2 separate regions of the Arachis hypogaea genome follow, and region 1 is linked to region 2. Evidence: chromatin contacts called from public Hi-C data. All regions are on one chromosome and are shown on one strand. The core of a region is the stretch at or near the end of the contact, and the rest is flanking DNA. Distances in the headings are between cores, read along the strand shown. Region 1 holds the start of LOC112756842 (BTB/POZ domain-containing protein POB1-like). Region 2 holds the start of LOC112759081 (basic endochitinase).

What was found. A called contact is a pair of places that touch in the nucleus more often than the background predicts.
Region 1: a Hi-C map of an unstated tissue shows a contact between it and region 2, with 3 times the contacts expected there. The contact joins the promoter of LOC112756842 here to the promoter of LOC112759081 in region 2. A contact is called at or near these places in 3 of 8 Hi-C or Micro-C datasets (leaf and an unstated tissue).

What each region holds. Positions count from the first base shown.
Region 1 is chr16:21,646,624-21,651,965 of arahy.Tifrunner.gnm2.J5K5, reverse strand. It overlaps LOC112756842 (BTB/POZ domain-containing protein POB1-like), which reads left to right and starts at 3,788. Exons shown (of 6, transcript XM_025805455.2): 1 at 3,788-4,001; 2 at 4,208-4,324; 3 at 4,591-4,706; 4 at 4,799-4,862; 5 at 4,982-5,261. The coding sequence starts at 3,788. It overlaps LOC112758404 (GDSL esterase/lipase At4g01130), which reads left to right. Exons shown (of 5, transcript XM_025807076.3): 2 at 1-144; 3 at 584-738; 4 at 821-1,048; 5 at 1,176-1,560. The coding sequence ends at 1,295.
Region 2 is chr16:21,491,374-21,496,842 of arahy.Tifrunner.gnm2.J5K5, reverse strand. LOC112759081 (basic endochitinase) reads left to right here and starts at 3,057. Exons shown (of 2, transcript XM_025807911.3): 1 at 3,057-3,610; 2 at 3,814-4,587. The coding sequence starts at 3,082. The coding sequence ends at 4,202.

The sequences.
Region 1 (5,342 bases), core at 2,539-5,038, 150 kb before region 2:
GGGCCAACTATGCAACATTGGCATCCACTGTGCTTATTCCTAACACTTCTTTGTTTGTCAGTGGAATCAGCCCTTTCTCTCTTGCTATCCAGCTCAACCAAATGAAGCAATTTAAAACCAGAGTCCTTGAATTTCACCAAGAAGGTGCAAAATGTACAAACTTTCTAGTTCCCAAATTTTATTTATTATTTCACCCGTTCGACTTAGACAAAGTGGCATATTAACAAATCCATGTATCTAGATATACACTAGCTCTGAATAGAACACTTTGTTCAAATAAAGTTATTTAAGAATGGAAGCAGTATTATAGGAGCTTACTAGTTTTCTTTTCACAATGCCAAAACTGGCACCCCTTGTGATTTTTCTTGTGCTATCAATATAATCATTATAAAACAGAGTAATAGGAGTTATAGGATTAGTATTGTTTAGAATAGATGATGTGTCCTATTAATAGAATATTTCAGAGTATCTGAGTCTTATGAACAAGAGTATTTCAGTACAATTAATTTTACTTTTCTTAGCTTTAACCCTTTAAGTTCTCTCTTTTAGAATTAACCTTATTTTAGTTCATAACATCTTGCAGAAGCCAAGCTTCCTTCACCGGATATATTCGGAAAATCGCTTTACACATTCTACATTGGCCAAAATGACTTCACTTCCAACTTAGGTGCCATTGGTGTAGGTGGAGTGAAGCAGAGACTTCCTCAAGTTGTTTCAGAAATAGGTGCTACAATTAAGGTGAGACTCAACACCAACACAGATCTATTATTACTGAAATAACAAAATAATCTCACTGATTTGAATTTCGCTCCATTTCTAGGAGCTATACCATGATGTTGGAGGACGTACATTTATGGTGCTCAATCTTGCACCAGTGGGATGCTACCCTTCATTCTTGGTGGAGCTTGAACATAATAGTTCAGACATTGATGAATTTGGATGTATGGTTTCCTTAAACAACGCCGTTGTGGACTATAACAAGATGTTGAAAGAGACATTGAGACAGACTAGAGAGACTCTTTCTGATGCTAATGTCATTTATGTCGATGTACACACTGTTCTGTTAGAGCTCTTTCAGCATCCAACTTCTCATGGTTCAAATCAAGCACTTCTCCTTCATATCTATATATAAGTTTAATCACTTCTCAAAACGGTTTATATATTCTTTGGAACAGGGCTCAAGTATGGCACGAAAGCATGTTGCGGATATGGAGGGGGAAAGTACAATTTCGATCCAAAAGCTTACTGTGGCAATTCCAAAGCAACAGCATGTGATGATCCTTACAACTACGTAAGCTGGGATGGAATCCATGCAACAGAAGCTGCAAACAAGCTTGTTACCTATGCCATTCTCAATGGTTCCTATTCTGATCCCAAGTTCCCTCTTCAGGAACATTGTGATCTTCAACCTATAGGTTGATCCACTTTCCGAATTAAAGGCTAAACTAGCTAGGAATAATATTTCTGATCTATGAGGTTAACTAAAGCCAAAGTTTGCTGTTATATTAGCACAAAGCCACAAACTAACGTTAATAAAGAAATCGATTTGTATCCCGTTCATCTTTAGTTTCGATGCGCCACAGTTTTTGCAATGAAGCCACTAAAACTTAAGAGAAAGTGACAAAATGTCATGAATTCAGGCCGTATTATTCCTTAAGCATAATATTATTTGATATAAATTAAAGATGAAAAAAAACAAAAACAAAAGAGTATAGAAAAGCTACGTGCTTATGGACTACTGGGTACTGACAACAATCTTGTGTTGGGCAAGTCAGCAATCCCCTCAGCCACCAACTTATGCTTGCTTAATTTAATTAGTCCCTGTAAAGATTCCCAAAAGAAAAAAAAAGAAATAATTTCCATTACACATTAAAATGTTTTTATAGTTTCAGGAAATAGTTAAAAAAGCATATATTAAAATTAAAATTAGAAAAAAATAGAACTAATTAATTAATTGTCGTTTTCACTTTTTTTAGTACATTGAAAATTAATATATCCAAAAATAAAATATATTCAAATATATAAATTTACATTACAATAAATTAACACTTATTATATATATATATATATATATATATATATATATATATATATATATATATTACAAATTAACAAATAATTCAGTTATTTATATAAATTATATATTAAAATATAAAATATATATTAAAAATAAATTAAATAATATATATATTGATACATAAGTATATAATAATTAATTTTTAGTATCTACATATAGCATTTTTTATAAACAAATAATAAATTGAATAGCTAGCCATTTTATTGGATATATGAACTATGAAGCATAATCATTTATCCATTCCCTCTTTGCATGAATGTTCATCATAGAAAACTTAAATTTATGAAGAATACTATACGATTATTAGAATTTATTATTTTGAGAAAATGACAAATAGGTCCTGACCTTTCGTCTCGCGGACATTTTCGTTCCTAACCATTAAAAAATACTTTTAAGTTCCTGACATTCACAAAACTTGGACGGATCAGTCCCTCCGTCCAACTGTCTCCGTCAGGGACTGACCCGTCCAAGTTTTGTGAAGATAAGAGACTTAAAAATATTTTTCAATAGTCAGAGACAAAAATATCTACGGGACAAAAGGTCAGGAACCTATTTGTCCTTTTCTCTATTATTTTTAGCTATTATTTTTAGTTATTAATTCAATTTCTTTAGTTTAGTAATCTAATATATAGCATATTTTAACCCACACTTTTAAACATTGATATTTAATTAATGGCTAAAAACAATAAATTTTAATAGCTATCTAGTATTCCTCTAAATTTATTATGTTATCCGAATTTGGATCCATAAAAACAAATATTAAAATATTTCATAAATATTATATTTTTCTTTCTAATTTTTTTTAACTACTCACTCGAATGAAATGAAATAAATGAATCCAATTTTTTGATACACACTATAGTATTTGTTTAGGAAAGAAACTCAATTGAATCTCAGAATTTAGCCATAAATTGTATATCTTGTAACTTTTAAATGTGTTTAAAAAGAAAATGACAAGAAATATGATCTTATCATTATGCTCTGGCTCACATGATAATGAATCGCAAATTATTTTAAAGATTAATATGAGTTATATTTCTAAAATTTAGAAATTAAATAGAGCTCATTAAAATTTTAGAAACCAAATTAAAATTTACGTATAAATTCAGATACTAACTTAAATATTATCTCAAAAAAAAAAAAAAAAACACACACTAATGATAACTAGTAACGTACCAAACAAAAAATTAAGTGCGGACCATCCTCGTTAAAACCTCTATGATTTTTTCTCAATTTCCTTTTATCAGTTATGAAAAACCTTCACAGCTCACATCTACCCTCCTTGCATTGTCTTTAGACCATATAATAAACTAAATAACAAACCTAAAAACAGAAAGAAAAAGAGACAGTGGACAAAGTTGAATAACAAAGAATGGGTTAGGGTTGGATTGAAGTTTTAAGTTCGAACCAAACCAAGACACCAGCTAAACTAACAGATATTGTAACTAGTAATTAAACAATAAAAAAGAGAACGAATATATTCTTTACATATTTATTAATCATTCAAAATCTGCTTCTCTAATAATTAATAATAAAAAAGGAGAAAGAATTTTCTCTTTCTGAGTTATTATTCTTATGTCCCAGTCATAAAGGGATTGTGTACAATAATTTAGGGTCTCTTGTTCTCCTTCAATCCATAGTTGCAGAGTAAGGAGGAGGATTTGTATTTGTTACGTTGGATCTGTTTAATTTGAGTCCGTGACAATAAGAATGGTGTTCAATCACTCTCGTTCTACTTCTTCGTGTAGCGACGTTGATTTTAGCTTTGCTTTTAATGATAGTAAATTCTCCGATAGAATTCTACGTATTGAGATCGTGGAAAACCTAGTTGATGATGAGCATTGTCTTGATTCCGATGGTGATGATTATTGGAACCGCCATTACAAGAGGCAAGGTGACGATATCCACCACCATAATTACCATGGTCTTTTTCTCTTTCCCACTCACCAATTATACATTTTATTTGAAGGGTTATAATACTTTGATCTTGTTTCCTTTTTCTGGTGATGATTAAACATCTTCTCTCTTTGTTTAACTGATTACCATCTTCTTTTCGAGGGTTATAATATTTTTGTTACATCTAGTTTCATATTTTCATATAATATCCAAAATTTACTCTCTTGTTTGCAGTCGAAGATCTTTACGATGAACGAATTTTGAATACAAATCAAGCCGATATAGATAATTGTGTCCTTTACGAAAATCAAGAGAAAGAGACAACTTCAACAAATGAAGAACGTCTTTCAGGTATTTAAATATATAGCTAAAAATCTTAAATTCAAGTTCTTAGTTAAATGCTTTTGTTAAAAGAAACAAAAAACATCAAATAAAAGCCCATTGTTTTTCATTACTGGGATCAGCTATAATCAATGAAATTCTTGAAATTATTATTAAGGAAATGCATGGATATATAAAACAAGAACATTATTATTCTTTCACTTGGAAGTAAATACATCCTTTGTTGTTAGTGTTTACACTTTATTTGAGTGGGGTTCCATCTATTGTCGATATAGGTGATGAATCTTCAAATAACCATGATTGGAGTTGTGATTGCTCCATAGATGTGAGAGTTAGAACATTATATATTAGTTCTCCTATCTTGGCTGCTAAAAGTCCTTTCTTCTATAAGGTAGCGACATTTATTCTTTAATTTATTCGTTAGATCTGAATATTCTTCCCAATATATTCACTAAATTATTAGTGTTATTGTTTATTTTGTAGCTTTTCTCAAATGGGATGAAGGAGTCAGAACAGACATATGTTACACTAAGAATTAATGCCAGTGGTATAGACATATACATATACAAACAGCTTCTCTTTTTCTTCTTTTATTTTTTTCATATTAATTATTTGATTAATATTAAAGCTAATTATATGTTCTTGTCTCTGCAAAAAATATTACAGAGGAAGCAGCAGTGGTGGACCTTCTAAACTTTATGTACACTAATACGTTAAGCGCTTCTTCAGCAACTGCACTGTTGGATGTGTTAATGGCTGCAGACAAATTTGAAGTTGCTTCATGCATGAGATACTGTAGTCAATTATTACGGAACATGCCAATGACATCTGAGTCTGCGTTGCTTTACCTTGAGCTCCCTTTTACTCTCTTAATGGCCGATGCAGTTCAACCATTGACTCGTGCAGCAAGGCAGTATCTTGCTTCAAGATATAAAGATATATTAACGTAATAATTTTAAGATTTCTTTTCTCATTCAATTTGAAGGCGCGTGTCTCTGTCTAACAGTTTAAACTTTTGGGACAAACA
Region 2 (5,469 bases), core at 1,808-4,307:
TTGCAGGCTTTGAGAGAGACTAACATACCCCTTAGCATTATCACTTTGAAACGTACGAATTTTAGAATTCAATTGCAATTCAACCATATTTTAAAAACTTTAAAAAAAACTAATTTTGGCTGTGATCTAGATGAGATTAAGTAAAAATTCAGGAGAATAAGCATAAAGAAAGTGAACATAGTATCTAGTACCATTTATTTTAGGAATAGGGGAGGGTCCCCAAATATCAAGAGGGCAAGTATACATAGTAGAAAAATTAAAAAAAAAAAGGTAAATTGTAGGACTTGCCAATGCAACAAGCCTTGCAAACAGACTTGGGAATTGAAAATTTGACATTGCTAAGTTACAGTATTTTGAATAAAATATAAGAGGACGGAAGATCAAGCCTACTGTGCCAAAGTTTAAAGGAATTGGGAGAGGAATTTGTGACTAACAGTGCTGTTGGTGCAAGTGATGATGCTAAGCTAGGATTATGGAACTCGTAGAGTCCATTGTCCACAGATCTAAGGAGTAACACCTTCTTAGTCTCCTGATATTTGACACAGCAAAAATCATTATGCAATTCAAGGAACACATTATTGTCTCTAGCAAACTTATTGATATTAATTAAATTCTTGACGACGTTGAAGACATATAATAATAAGTTGGCAAGTTTAAACAATTTAGAGCTTAAATCATATTTAAATAAAGAGTTTTTAACATGAGTTATTTGTAAACATGTACCATCTTCAATTATGACCTAATCAGGTGACTGTCTTTTGCATCAAATTGTATGGGTATAGAGTCATGTGATGAGTTTCTCTCGAGTCAGGGTACCAGCTTGGGTCAGCTACTGTTGAAGTGCTGCAATTTGATTGTTGATTGCTAGATTTGTCCTTGGTAGTCCTGATCTCTGACTTGGTGAATTGGTGAAGCTTCTTGCATCATAATTCTTAGTATCATAGTTTCAAGACTCATATCCCGTTGAGTCTGATCCTTCATCATACCTATACCAGCATTATATATCGCAAAATGCCCATACTTGTTACATAATTTACAGACAATTCTTGTTGTTGAAAATCTTCCACCTTCTCTAAATCCACTAGTTCTGCCTCCTCTACCGCAAAAACCAAATCTTTCTCCTCCTCTAAAATTGGATTGATTTAGGAATTGGTGGTGTTGCCTTTGCCCTTGACTATCAGAGTGTGCAACATTCACTTGAATGAATAAATTCGGCTTCTTGAATCTCTTCAACATACACTCATGTGATATTAACAACACTTCCAGTTCTCCAATTAAAAAAGGTTCTACTCTAGACACCACAAAGATAATCAAGGCAGTAAATTCTTCCGACAAGCCATTCAAGATTGCCATAACATGACCAGTTTTAGATATATCATCTCCAACAGAAATCAATGCATATACGATTTCTTTTATTTCTAAGAGTTAATCACTAATTGAGCCAATTTTCTTTATAGTTCCTAATCTGTTCTTGAGTTGCATAATTTTTGCCATAACCTGTGCGGCGAAGAACGTGTTCAATCTTGACCAAATTTGATGTGCAAACTCACATCCTACCATCTTCATTGTGAAATTCTTGTTCATTGACGCTAACAGCCAAGCTTTCATATGTCCTAACAACTCATAAGAGTTAAGTACGATTTTGGTCCCTAAGTTATAGGCCGAAAATGTTTTTCGTCCCCAACTTTTTTTGCATACAAAATCGTCCCTAAAGTTTAAAACCAAATTTAAAATAGCTCTTTTTACTTAAATCTTAAAATTTTGGACCAAATTATCCATAACAAAAAAATTATAAAATAAAAAAAAAGAGAAAAAAAGTGTTTCTACTCCTATAAAGGGGGAAGGGAAGAAGAAGGAGGTGGAAGAAAAGAAGAAAAAGCTGTCCACGATTCACCTTTGTCTCTGCTTCCGTCGCCATCTCTATACGATTTTAAAATCAAGTTAAACCGTAAGGAAGATTTTGTATGCAAAAAAGGGTTGAAGACGAAAAAAAATTTCAGTCTATATCTTAAAGATCAAAATCGTACTTAACCCCAACTCATAACCTTCTAGCGTAACCTCAATTTAATCTTTTCATGGTAGGAAATTGAGCGCATCCAACTTCAATGCTATTGGCGTTGTAAAATCATGAAACGCTAATTGTGATTGTGATTGTGCTTGAGCTCCGATCTGATCATTTGGTCGTGAACTTACTTTGGAAGCCATGGCTGAACGGCTCCGATACCATTGATGAGAGTCACGGATTGTGAGATAAAAATGCGTACATTAATTATTATGGACTGATGCCTTGAAATAAACAAAATTGTGGTTAAAATGAATAATAATGAATAATGAGAAGAGATAAGTTAATCCTAACTCATCACTTCCTCTCCTCTTCCTAATTAACAAACTTGGTTATTAATCTTTTCCCTTAATTAATATGTGTAACTGATGCATCAACTAACTTGTTATAATAACATAACTTTGAGTGGATTTATTCATATTCACGGACGTTGTCTGATGTGGGGTGCATGGCTGCTCCTGTTCCAAGCCATATGCACCGGAATATATAGTCAATTAGGTCTTCACCAAACACAACATTATATGTATTAGCCTCCCTGGTTCCTTCTGGGTTCACGACTTAGAATAGAAGACATTTTTTTGTCTTTTTTATTTATTTAAGAATCTACGAACCAAATTTTTGAAAATATATATTCAATAATGGTTCAAAAAATGTCTTATATTATATAGTGATGTATAAGTTTAATTTTACTATCACCCGCGAGCTATGGACTGTTGCCGTATCATTATTAATATCTTATTGGTACACATATCATCATTAATCAGTAATCAGTATTACATTTTCAAGAGGTGTTTTTTCACATGTTGATGTAGCTAGTTAGATGTTAGTAGTACATCTATCTATATAAACCATATATAAGTACATTTATCATCTTTAATAATAATGCAACTCGTATTAACTTTGTCTTTAGTCACGTCCTGGCATCTGCCGACACATAATAATTGAGCTAAGCTAGAGAATGAAGTAATCTATAAATAAATTAGTTAAGCATCGTGTTGGACATCAACTATTGCCACATAATGGGAAGTAATGAAGCACCTAACATTTCAAAATCAAATATATTGGTGTTGATTTCCCTAGTAGCTTTGGTCTCCGTTACAAATGCCGGAGACATAGTAGTTTATTGGGGCCAAGACGGTAGAGAAGGTTCACTAAGTGCCACATGCAACTCTGGACTGTACAAAACTGTCAACATAGCATTCCTTTCTGCATTTGGAGGTGGCACTCAACCGCAGCTAAACCTAGCAAACCATTGCAACCCCGCATCAAATGGCTGCCTGAGTTTGAACAAAGACATTAAGAACTGCCAGGCAAGAGGCATCCAGGTCTTGCTCTCCATAGGAGGCGGCGCCCCTGGCTACTCCTTGTCCTCCTCCAAGGACGCTACAAACTTAGCAAACTACATCTGGAATAACTTTCTGGGTGGAAAATCGAACTCTAGACCTTTTGGTAATGTTGTGCTGGATGGTGTCGATTTTGACATAGAACTTGGTGGTGGTGCATCCTTCTATATCGTGCTGGCTAAAACACTCTCCAATCTCAGCAAAGGTATATCATATATGACTGGACTTCAAATTCTTTATTTGATTATTTTATTCCACCAACTATAGTCATCATATGAGTTAACTATACCTTCTCAATATATATGTATATGTAAATATAGAGAAACTGATTTAATAATACTTATAAAATTTTTGTTATTCAACCAATAGATATATAAGATAATTACATTCTATCGTGCACAATCATAGGTGGACAGAAAGTTTACCTAAGCGCTGCACCACAGTGTCCCTTCCCGGATAAGCAGCTGAATGGGGCATTGTCAACGGGGCTATTTGACTATGTTTGGATACAGTTTTACAACAATGGTCCTTGTGAGTTTGATGCCAATAATCCCAGAAAGTTCCAGAGGTCGTGGAACCAGTGGACCTCATCCATAAGGGCAGGGAAGTTGTATGTTGGGTTTCCCGCGTCACCATCGCAGTCGGCGGCGGGCAGTGGCTATGTGCCACCACAGGTGCTCATGAATCGAGTCTTGCCTTTTGTTAAGAAATCAAGCATTTATGGAGGAGTGATGCTATGGGACAGGTTCAATGATCTTCAAACAGGGTATAGCAGGAATATCAAGCCCAGTGTTTAATGTGTTCGTCTCAAATTCCCTTCAATCGATCTAATCTTGTATTTTCTGTCTTACGAGTGGGGTGTTATTGTTATAATAGTTTGAATTACATGGTATAAGTCATGAAGCAAATAAACGTGTGTGTTTCAACTCCTATATATTTTCAAGAGTTACAGTTGTACACCAAATTCAGCCACAAAAATCAATCAATAGTATATAATATATGTTTAAATATAAATACACATTAAAAAAAATTAAATTACATATATATTTATACACAAATATATTAATGATTGATTTTAGTGACTAATTTTAATAGAAAAATGCTAGGGGCCAGCAATTTATGTGATTTGTAGTTATCAAATAGCCATCAATGATGATTTTAATGGTGTGAGATTTTATTCAATGACTCATTTTTCTTTGCTAGTTACATGCTAGCCAAAATTTAACAAAGTTACTGACCTCTAAACTTTTTTATTTTAATATATAAATAATATTTTTATATTTTCAATTGATTCTGATTGAGTAGTGATATAAGTTCAAAGGAAAGATAGAGAATAAGTAAGTGTTTACTCAATTTAAAAAAAAACATATTAGTTATTTAATATTTTCTAAATTTAAGTATTAAATGATCTTATAACAATTTGGACGATATATATCTTCGTTTCTATCATAGAATATTATATCATGACTCAATCTAAATACTATATTATATTTTGTTGATTGACCTTAATAAATAGTAACTATATTATAGGTCTTTTTAAGTGTTAATCAGAGTTATAATGAACGTCCTATATGACAGAATTTAGTAATAAAAATAATATCAGTTCAACTAGATATTTTTTAAAAATAATTTTTTATTCAATTTTTTATTATAATATTTAAAAAAATTAAAATAAATACATCTAAATAGATTTAGTATCTTTTTTAAATTAAATACACATCTAAAATATACAAACTAAATAAACTGAATTTAAAAAACTTAACTTAATTATTTATTTTAATAATTTAAAAAATTTTAATGTTCAAATAAGTAATGAAAAAAATTTAAATAATAATAAAAAAATAAAAAATATTAAATATGTTTTTATCGAATAAGATATAAAAAATTAATTTTATTTTTAACATTTAAATTTAAATTTTAGTTTATGATTTTGGATGTATTTCAAAAATATTTTGTATATAACTTAATAATTTTAGATGTGTTATAATTGAAAAAAAATAATTTTCATCCAATTTAATAACTTTAAAAACGTTAATGTTCAAATGAGTAATGAAAGAAATCCAA